2 separate regions of the Gossypium arboreum genome follow, and region 2 is linked to region 1. Evidence: chromatin contacts called from public Hi-C data. All regions are on one chromosome and are shown on one strand. Each heading gives the region's core, a stretch centred on a gene start, on an enhancer-like site or on the middle of the called end of the contact. The rest is flanking DNA. Distances are from core to core; before and after follow the strand shown.

Evidence for each region. Hi-C and Micro-C count contacts between places; a contact is called where the count stands out from the background.
Region 2: a contact with region 1 is called in a Hi-C map of leaf, with 2.1 times the contacts expected there. The contact joins the promoter of LOC108477025 here to the promoter of LOC108479962 in region 1. A contact is called at or near these places in 2 of 5 Hi-C or Micro-C datasets (both in leaf).

The regions. Positions count from the first base shown.
Region 1 is chr12:11,392,610-11,397,856 of ASM2569848v2, reverse strand. LOC108479962 (mannose-6-phosphate isomerase 2) reads right to left here and starts at 2,311. Exons shown (of 5, transcript XM_017782838.2): 1 at 1,579-2,311; 2 at 836-1,003; 3 at 1-103. The coding sequence starts at 1,890.
Region 2 is chr12:11,579,447-11,584,051 of ASM2569848v2, reverse strand. It overlaps LOC108477025, which reads right to left and starts at 1,765. Exons shown (of 11, transcript XM_017779436.2): 1 at 1,575-1,765; 2 at 784-976; 3 at 585-670. The coding sequence starts at 1,624.

The DNA of each region.
Region 1 (5,247 bases), core at 1,062-3,561:
TCTCTGCCCCATCTTGCTTGCTAATATCAAGGACTTGCTTTGCCGATGCATTGCCAACCAATTCTACAATCTCTGGAATATCTACAAGAACACCCTTCAGCTCCTGCAAAGAAGATAGATGCTTGCTTCAAATATACGACTAATGTAGCCAGTATCACCAGAAAATGTTAAGTACACAAACAAGAAGCGTCCTTTACCTAAAACCAAAAAAACATGCATGTTTAGGAAAAACCACATAAAGACAACCCTGCAGTCCTTAAGATATTGCAGACATGATTTGGGAATATCAAAAACAAGCAGTAGAAAAAAAAAGGGCTTAACACTTGAACATTCATCTTCTTTGACATTAAAGAATTATATTCCCAACATGCAGAAGCTCCATGAAAATGCTAGACTAGGTATTAAACTTCTCAGAATGCGATCTTACCTGCCCTGGAGCATTACAATATATACCAAAAAAAGTTTTAAAATATCAATAACCCCTCTAATATCAACAGACATGAAAAAGGTTCTGGCACAGTGATATTAAATTTTACCCTACTATTTAGACCAAAACAAGACTGACCAGAAACAGTGGCAGTGAATTCTAGGAAAGTCAAGATAGATTATCTTCTGCCTCTAACTCAGATGTGATTCAGCCTCAAAGTTTTGTCATGCATATCATTTCCCGAATCTTTATTCAGCACAACCACATCTTGACAGCATAATTACAAATTTAAGTGCAAAACGTGATTACCAGAATTTTATCAAACATAAATGCAAGATTTATTCACTCAAAAAGAACAACCAGCAAAAGGAAAGTTCCACCAAAAACCAAGCATGATTCATGTATTACCTCGAGAGTAATGAATCCACAAAGGGCCCTGAACTCTGTAATTGCCAAAGCCATCTCAGGTTTGTGATTCCCATCCTTATAGAGATTTGGCTTCAACTTAAGCAATTCTTTGGCCAATTCTTTATCCGGATGAGCCTGTATTGAAAGGGCTTTTGCCACTGAAAGTACCTATTTTACAGCAAATGAACCACAGAATCAAATTAGACGATTCACAGAAGAAAAAAGAAAAGTTCATATTGTAGTTAAAAGTTAAGTTGATTTCCACTTTAAACTCTCAAGCTTAATTCTTTGCCATTAACTATTCAAGATCCACTCCAATTTCTCAATTGCTATATTGATAGCTTTGATCTAAATTAAAATTGAGATCAAAACAGCCAAAAAAAAAAAAATCTTTACACTTGTAAATACCCCCGAGAAAGGGAAAAAAAAAAACAATGGACACCACATCAAAGCAAATTTCAGTCATATTCAAACTTAATAAAAAATATATAATTGTAAAAAATGGAAATTTAAGATGAATGGTGAGAATTCAACTTCCATTAATATTGAAGCAAAAGTTGCAGTAATTCCTATTCAAATGCAAAAGAAAAACCCTTTAAAAAGAAAACCCACTAACCCAATTAAAAATAGAAAAAAAAAACCACAAAAACAGAAATCAAAATTCAATTTCCCAATAATCAAAAGGGGAGGAAAACGAAAACCAGAAAGGAATCAGATAAATCGTGTAAAAGAAAAGAACAAACCTTGAAGAGAAAAGGAAGATCGGGCCCCCATTTTTCCAAAACCTTATGACCAAGCACATTCGGATTCTTCCGAATCCACTCTTTTAAACCCACATTTTGATCTTCTCCATAGCCATCAGCCAAAAAACTTGGCCCCGAGTCATGTGTTCCCATCCAAAACTCAGCATAAGGCCTATCGGGCTTAACCTCGGCCCCGGAATTCAAAGCCAATAGCCTTGCCACCTGTGCCTCCGCACCACATCTTCCCCAATCGTAGTTTTGCACCCAACCTCTTAACCGCTTCACCTTGTCAACATTAGCAGCCTTCGCCATTGTTGAAATACCCCACCCCCAAGGAAAGAAAAAGGAAGGAAAAGAAGGCTAGAAGAGAAGGATAATGCAGAAGGGAATGGGCATCGTTTGCTGGTATTTGAAGAGTTTGAAAAGGTATGAAGAGAGAGGGAAACAAGTTGGGAAAAGAGAGTGAAAGAAAAATTGAAAATGAAGATTTCAGATAGAGAAAGCTTGGAAGAACCACGATTTGTATTTGTGGGGTCTCTTCAACTATGACTCTGCTTTGCTTCCCTTTTGCAGTTTCTTACGATCTTATCTTCCCACTTCTGCACGAAATTTCCATGCCCCTTTTCTCTTTTTTTTCTTTTTTCTTTTTCTTTTTCATATTAAAATCTCTAGAAAATTTTGTTTGGCAAAATAGCAATTATATGCTCACATTACAAAAATAGAAGTCAGTATATTTGAGATTCTCGAAAATTCATATTCTACCACACAAAATTAAAATTAAAAATAATATATTTATTATTTATGCTATTTATTAAGTCTTTCTAAATTCTACTTACTACTATATCATTCATAAGTTGCATCTCCCAACTCGATTAAAAATTTTATTTATTGTTTGAACTAAGATAATTTTTAATTTTATTTAAAATTTCAGTAAGTATAATTAAAACGCAAATCTTTGCTCTAAATATATGATAGAATTTTTAGTAATTGGATTTTTTCATATATATATACTAGATGAATGATGTAAAATTAAATTATACTACAATTTATATGAAAAGGGTGAAAATGGTATTCACTATGAAATTTAAATATTTGTAATTAATTTTAATTGTTAAAAATATTAGCTATTACTTCTCTTATGATTTTAAATTTTGTTTCATCCACTAGTGTCATGGGTTGTGCATAGGAGTCCGTAATCATGACTACCATGACGAATTTGTACGATCCATCATATTCGAAAGAGGTCATTTGGCCCAACTGAACTGGTTCGTTGCTTGGAAAGATTGAAAGTCCATCTCCAAAGCTTAGCAAATATGGAAGGTGATCTTTAAAGATATGTGATCCTAGACATTAAATGTAATCTTTAGAATATACGATTTTGTAATCTTAGAGATTTGATATCTAAATAGCTTTTAATCTTTGCCATTGATGTACTTTGATCTATACCGTTAATTTTGGGGAGACTCGGCTATAAATAGAGGTCTCTCAAGTGTTCACTCAAATTTTGGAAGTATTCACTCAAACTTTTCCCTCAAGTGTTCTCATTTTTCTGTGACTTTTGTTCATCTTTAGAGTTCGTTCTTATTTTATTCTTCAATTGTTTTTCGTGGATGCCTTAGAAAAATTCTGTTAAATTCTCAATTATTGCGAATTAAGTTAACTTAGGTGTTTTTTAGTGAAGGAATTGACTAAGGTTACATGAATCGCGTGGAAAAAAAAAATTTTAAATCCGTGACACTAATAAGTGTGCTAAATTTTAGTTTTTTTTTTTTAATGGAGTCACTTTATTTGCCATACAAAATTCAGTCAAAAAGACATTATTTATCTAGTTTTTTTAGATTTATTTATAACAAAGTAACTGTTTTGATGTCATTAGTGTAAGTGACACTAATTATATTAAATTTTATAAAATAAAGGTAAAAATGTTATTTGTAGTGCTCTAAATTAACTTAACTAAATTTGATGTTACTTAAAATTCAATTTAATTAATGATATTAATTAAGAGATATTAATGAAATGAAGTAATTTGGGATTTAATTAAATTTTAATGTATCTTGTGTTTTTAAATAAATATATTTCTCTTATGTTAAAAACTCTTTAAAAATATTAAATCATTATGAAAATCTTATTAAGTGGGTGTCCATCAAAATTAAGATAAATTTTGAAGTACTTAAAATTCTAATAGTCATTTGGAGTAGATCTCTACTTCATTTATACTTCTTATCTCTATAAATAGAGACATTAAAGAAGCTTTGTAAATATCTTAATTGGTCAATAAAATACATTATTTATTGCTTTCCCATATTATAAGTAGATAATTTTCAAAGACTTCTCTTGAAAGAGTCAACCTCCCTTAATAATATGATATCAATTTAATTAATAATAATAATAATTAAGAGATATTAATTCAATTAATGAAATAACATAAATTTAAATTTAATTAGAATTGGATACACCACTATACGTTTACAATAAATATTTTGATTTTTGGAAAAAATTACTAGCACTTTTAAGTGAAAAAACTGAGTATTTTAAAAAAAATTGTTATAAAAGGGATAATTTTATGATATTTTAAATAATAGTTTAAAGGGTTTATTTTATTATTTTTCATATCTATTTTAACCAATATTATGAATCAATTGTATATCAATTTAGTTGATAAATAAAAAAAAGTTAATTTTTAATATTTAATCAATAAAATCCATTCATAATGGAATTTGACCTTCAACTATCATGATTTTTCGACCTTCAACTTTATCATTTCACCTCAAGTTTCATTTGGTTTAATTTAGTAGTTAATTAGATACTATAATAACACTATTTGGATATAGATTTATACATATAAATATAAATCTTTTATATGAAACTTGTGCATTAGCTGGCCTGCGAGGCCAAGATCGAGCTTGAGCAAATTTTTTTAATTTTAATTTAGTTCAAATTTTATTTAAATAATAAATTAATCTGAATTTAATTATAAATATATAAATATTATTTTTAATATATTATTGATAAGAACAATAAAATGGCCAACCAATTGAGCGAAATTCAAGCTTAATTTTTTATTTAGGATCAGTGGCTAACCCATAAATAAGTTTATTTAACACTTAATGCTATATTTATTAAAAAATAAGTATTTTTAGTTTTATATAAGAATTTAGTTTTTTTAATTTAAAATTGTTAACCTACTACATTTATTTTTTGGTATTTAAATTTATTATAATGTCATTTTCGGTTATATAATTTTTAAATTAATTTTTATTAATTTTAAGATATCACATCAAAAATTTTAAAAACATTAATACCAGAAATTAAAATTAAAATTCTAAAATAAAAATATATAAACTAAAATTTAACCTTTGTTGTTGCAGGCTAACTGATCTCTTCCGTTATGACATTATTTGTTACGGCAGAAGCCAATTAATAACTCAAATCATCCTCGGGAAGTTAAAAAGTAAAAGCAAACAAAACTAGTAAACACGGAATTTGTTTTTTACATTTTAAAGAAATCAAAGATTGAATAAAAAATTGAAATGCTTCTTCCATTTCAAAACTGAAGTTGACAATATCAAATAATTCACTTTGATTTTCTTTATTTTGAAGTCAAACTTTAATTAAGGCTTACTTCCCATCTATTAATTTAATCAGATAAATAAGAGGATCTTCAACTGT
Region 2 (4,605 bases), core at 516-3,015, 190 kb before region 1:
GTAGCAGAGACAGCAATAAAAGAAACTTTCACACAGTTCAAATTAAAACAAAATTGCGCGATATTGCATCAAACATCTAGCCCAAAAAACATCATATAAGGCCTATTAAGTAATCCATGGAGATGAATTAATCCGACTTATTAAGTGCATCCTTGCCAAATTTTGACACAAATGTTTCAAAAGGCTTGGAGTTTAGAATTTGTGAAAGTTGCACCTTTCTAACAACAATCAAAAAGGGATCATGTCTGGAACTGTCCAAGCAAGGGCAAGAGATTTTTCTCCCCCATTTCCACCTTCAGATTTGGCACTACAATAAGACATTTCTACGCATTTTGCACAAATATAAATAATTAAAATGGAAAGAGAAACTTTCAAGATTCCTATAAATAGGAGGTTGAAAGCATAGGGGTTTCTCATAAACTCAACAAATAAATATATAGCAAATTACATTGTTTTTATAAATCAGACAAGGTTTCAAATATACAATACCATCTTATATGCCCAATCTAACCAAACTATGCATGTTTGAGACATGTAACCATAAACAGAAATAAGAAACAATGTTTAAGGCACCAGAAACGCACCTAAGTGGTCCACAAGATTTAAGCCCCTTTCCCCACAAGATGAAATATAAAGCTGTTATAGCACCATTAATTACAGAAGGAACCACCTGAAAATTAAGAGAGACTTCAAAAAGGAAAAATTAAGGAAAAAGATACAAGTGAGCACTCTTTCTTCCAATTGTTATTATCTTCCTCAGGAAAAGAAGCAACCCTACTTGACCTGTGTATTTGAGAGTGATCTTCCCTTCCAAGGCTTTTGCAAGAGTAAAAATAAGATAGATGAGGGAACCAGACAACTGAAGATAAAAAGTATCACTGAAGCTCCAGTCTGGGTCAGGTACCGATACATGGAATAAACTGACCATATTCTCAAGAAGTTCCCAACAATGTGGATTATCTGCAGAGGAGTTTGCCTACAAGTAAAAATAATTAATGGCAAAATCATCTAAGATCTAGCAAACAAAAATATAATACAATTAATTTATATACAAGTATATGAACATATAGTCATATAACAGTGTTTCAAATGTATTTTATTAGTATTTATAAATATATGAGAACATTTATTTTAATCTCTTAACAAAAAATCATTATCAAAAGTTTAATAGCTCAATGATTACGACTTTTAGAACAATACTTTAGCTAAACTAAGCTAAAATTTCCCATAAACTACATAGAAGTACGCAACACTGGTAGACATTATTCAGTTTAGTAATGCTAAACACGCTAGTCGCTAAAACAAAGTAAGGGCACTGTTGAGTTGGCCAGAAAATGCTGGAAAATCGGAAACTTGAACAGAAACTTATCGGAACTTCATAGCATATCACTTTGAAGGCAAGAAATGCAGTTGACCTAAACTCCACAAATAAACGTAAGATTCAAATTTCAAATTCCTCCACAAATGTCATTTCTTCTAGAAAACCAAACAGAAAAACTAGGGTTCTAAAAAATAAAATTGAAAATTGAAAAAAAAAAAACAGAATGAGAGATTTATTTTGTTTTAATACATACCTGAAATTAGACGATCCGCGAACCTCAGAGATTGGCCTTGGAGACATCATCTTCAAAAAAATGAAATAGTTTGTATCTGAAAAGGAGGATATTTATAGCTTATTATGAGAGAGTAGTTTAATTTGGATTAGACAAAGCTTAAACAGAGATTAATTACTGATAATTAGTGTATAACAAGCAAAAATAAATGAGAGAATGAAATAGAAAAAACGAGAGTCCAAACTGAAAATTGACTGCTTTGGGCTGGGCTACAATCAAGGATTGGGCTTTAATTGTTCCATTTCTAATTGGTTTTCTTTATGACTATCTAAAACCGTATCTTTTAAGTTTCCACAATACTTCAGTAAAAGAGTTTCTTTTTTAATTGCAAACAGGATTAATAGGAATTTTTTAAAACTAGAATACAGTATGTGTAACATAATGTGTATTTAAAAATAATAAATAATGAAATAATTGGTTGAGAGGTAAATTTAAAATTTTATTAATTAAATTTATGTTAGTTCAAATTTTGTTGTATATATATTTTTCTTGATTTTGTTAAAATGAAAAGACTAAAATACCATTGAATAATATGGCTTATTTTAATTACGGTAGGATATTTTTGTAATTTTTTAATCGAGTTGGTAATCGGTTAACCCGCGACACCAACTCAGTCAGAAGTTTTATTTATAGTAAGTATAGATGTACAACTAGTGGAGATAGTAAATTGTACATAATAAAAACATGTATATATATATATATATATATTTAAGGTTTTACTAATTTAATTAGAGCTGTTTAAATCTCAATGTATTCATATTTTTCTTGGTTTTTGTTAAAATGAGAAGACTAAAATGCTCTCAAATAATATGACTTATTTTAATTATAAAAATACATTTTATAATTTTTAACTAAGTTAGTATCCGTTAACTCGTAACACTAATTTAGTCAGTGGTTTTATTAATAGTATATTGTTAATTGGCTTATATGTAAAAAAGACTAACGAAAATGCAAAAACCAATTAAGCCCCTATATTAAATTCACACTTAATTAAGCTATTGCCGTAAACTAAAATAATCAATTAAGCCCATTCATTAATGATTATTGACCACGTTAACTATTAAAATAAATTGATGAACTAATTAGATGGTGACATATGACAATTTCTAGTTTAATATAATATTTTCTCATAAAAATGATTAAAAATTATTAAAATTTAAAAAATTTAAAAATATAAAAATAAAATATTAAAATTTACATAAACTTATTAAAATGCAAAAAAATTATGAATTATTTTATATTTTTTATAAATTTATATTAATTTTAATAAATTGTAAAAATAAAATTGATATAAACTTATTATAAGTTTATATTTTAAATAAGTTTTATTAAAATTGATATAAACTTACTAAAATCGATATTTATTAGATTTTATGGTTTTTATGATATAAACTTATTTTAAAAAATGTATTAGAATTCTTAAAATAATAATAATAATAATTTGTAAAAAAAAATTCTAATCAATGTTTTTAAAATCGGACCGATGGTCGAACCGATAAGGCCACCAATTTGCCATTTTGACTAACCAATCCAGTTCAATTAAATAAAACATGAAAAGTATTAAAAAAATATTGTTATTTTCCCAAGTCAACCAGTCTAATGGTTTTTTCCTGACCGTCACCATTGTCAATTTCGGCTAAATAGGTCCAATTGGTCGATCTGGTCCAATTCAAGTTTTTATAATTTTTTATAATTTTATAAGTTTATATTAATTTTAATATTTTTTATAATTGTGTATGATTTTTATAGAATTTTAATACGCTTTTATAAAATTTTAAATATGTTTTATTAATTTTATTATTTTGTTTTATAAATTATTAAATTTTTAATAATTTGTATATTTTTTATAATTTTTAAATTTATATCAATTTTCATATTTTTAATATTTAATAATTTTTATAATTTTTATATTTTTTCTATTTTTTAAAATTTATGATTTTTTAAATATTTTTATTGTTATGATTTTTATATTTTTTCTAATTTTTAATATTTTTATAGAAAAAATATTAGATTAAACCAAAAGTCGCTAGGTGTCAAAATCTAATTAGTCTGTTAATTTATTTTAATAGTTAATGTGGTCAATAATGAAAATTGTTAATGAAGGGCTAAATTTGATTATTTTAATTAATGGCATAGGCTTAATTAGGTGTAAATTTAGTACAAGGGCTTAATTTTTTTTGTATTTTCTTAAGGACTTTTTTCACATATAAAATTGTAAATTTAAAGATTATTTCTTAAAAATGTTCAAAATATGTATTTTTTAAGGTTACCTTGGTATCCATAGGTTTCAAGGTCCATAAGATATAAATTCACTAATGAATCTGTACCTTAACATCTATGAGTGTTAAAATTCTTTCTATTTAAAGGTGTTTATAGGTTGGGCCAAGTTAAGACCCAAATTTAAAAAAATTTTCAAACTTAAGCTTGAGCCTAACTTGTCCAAGTGCCTTATTTCACTGGTCAAAAAATACTTAAGAATTAATTTATTTAAATTTAATTATATAAATATATAAATGATATATTTTTTAATTTTTTTAATTTTTAAATAGTAAAACGGATTAAGCCAGAGTTGAAAAAATAAAACCCAAGCTCAATCCAAGTTGAATTCGGCTAATCGGGTTGTACAGGCTACTCAACCCATAAACACCTTTATTTGTATTATTTATTTTTATTTTTTAATTCATTTGGTTTAGGCTTAACAAATTTATTAAACTATTACATCAAACATGGAAAAAAATGAGTAACAAAGTTTTATTAACATCTCACTTAAATTAGACAAAAAAAAATCATAAACTTTATTTAAAATAGTATAACTACATCACAATACATGTTAAAAACAACTAATTATATAATAAAATAATATTACACATAAAAATTAATATAACTCCTTTTCCATAACCTTAGAGATGCTCAATTTCGGAAAAGCCTATTGTTGAAATGTTGGCTCTCACTTTCATTTGCAAAAAACACCCTTTGTTGATTCTTCCTCTTG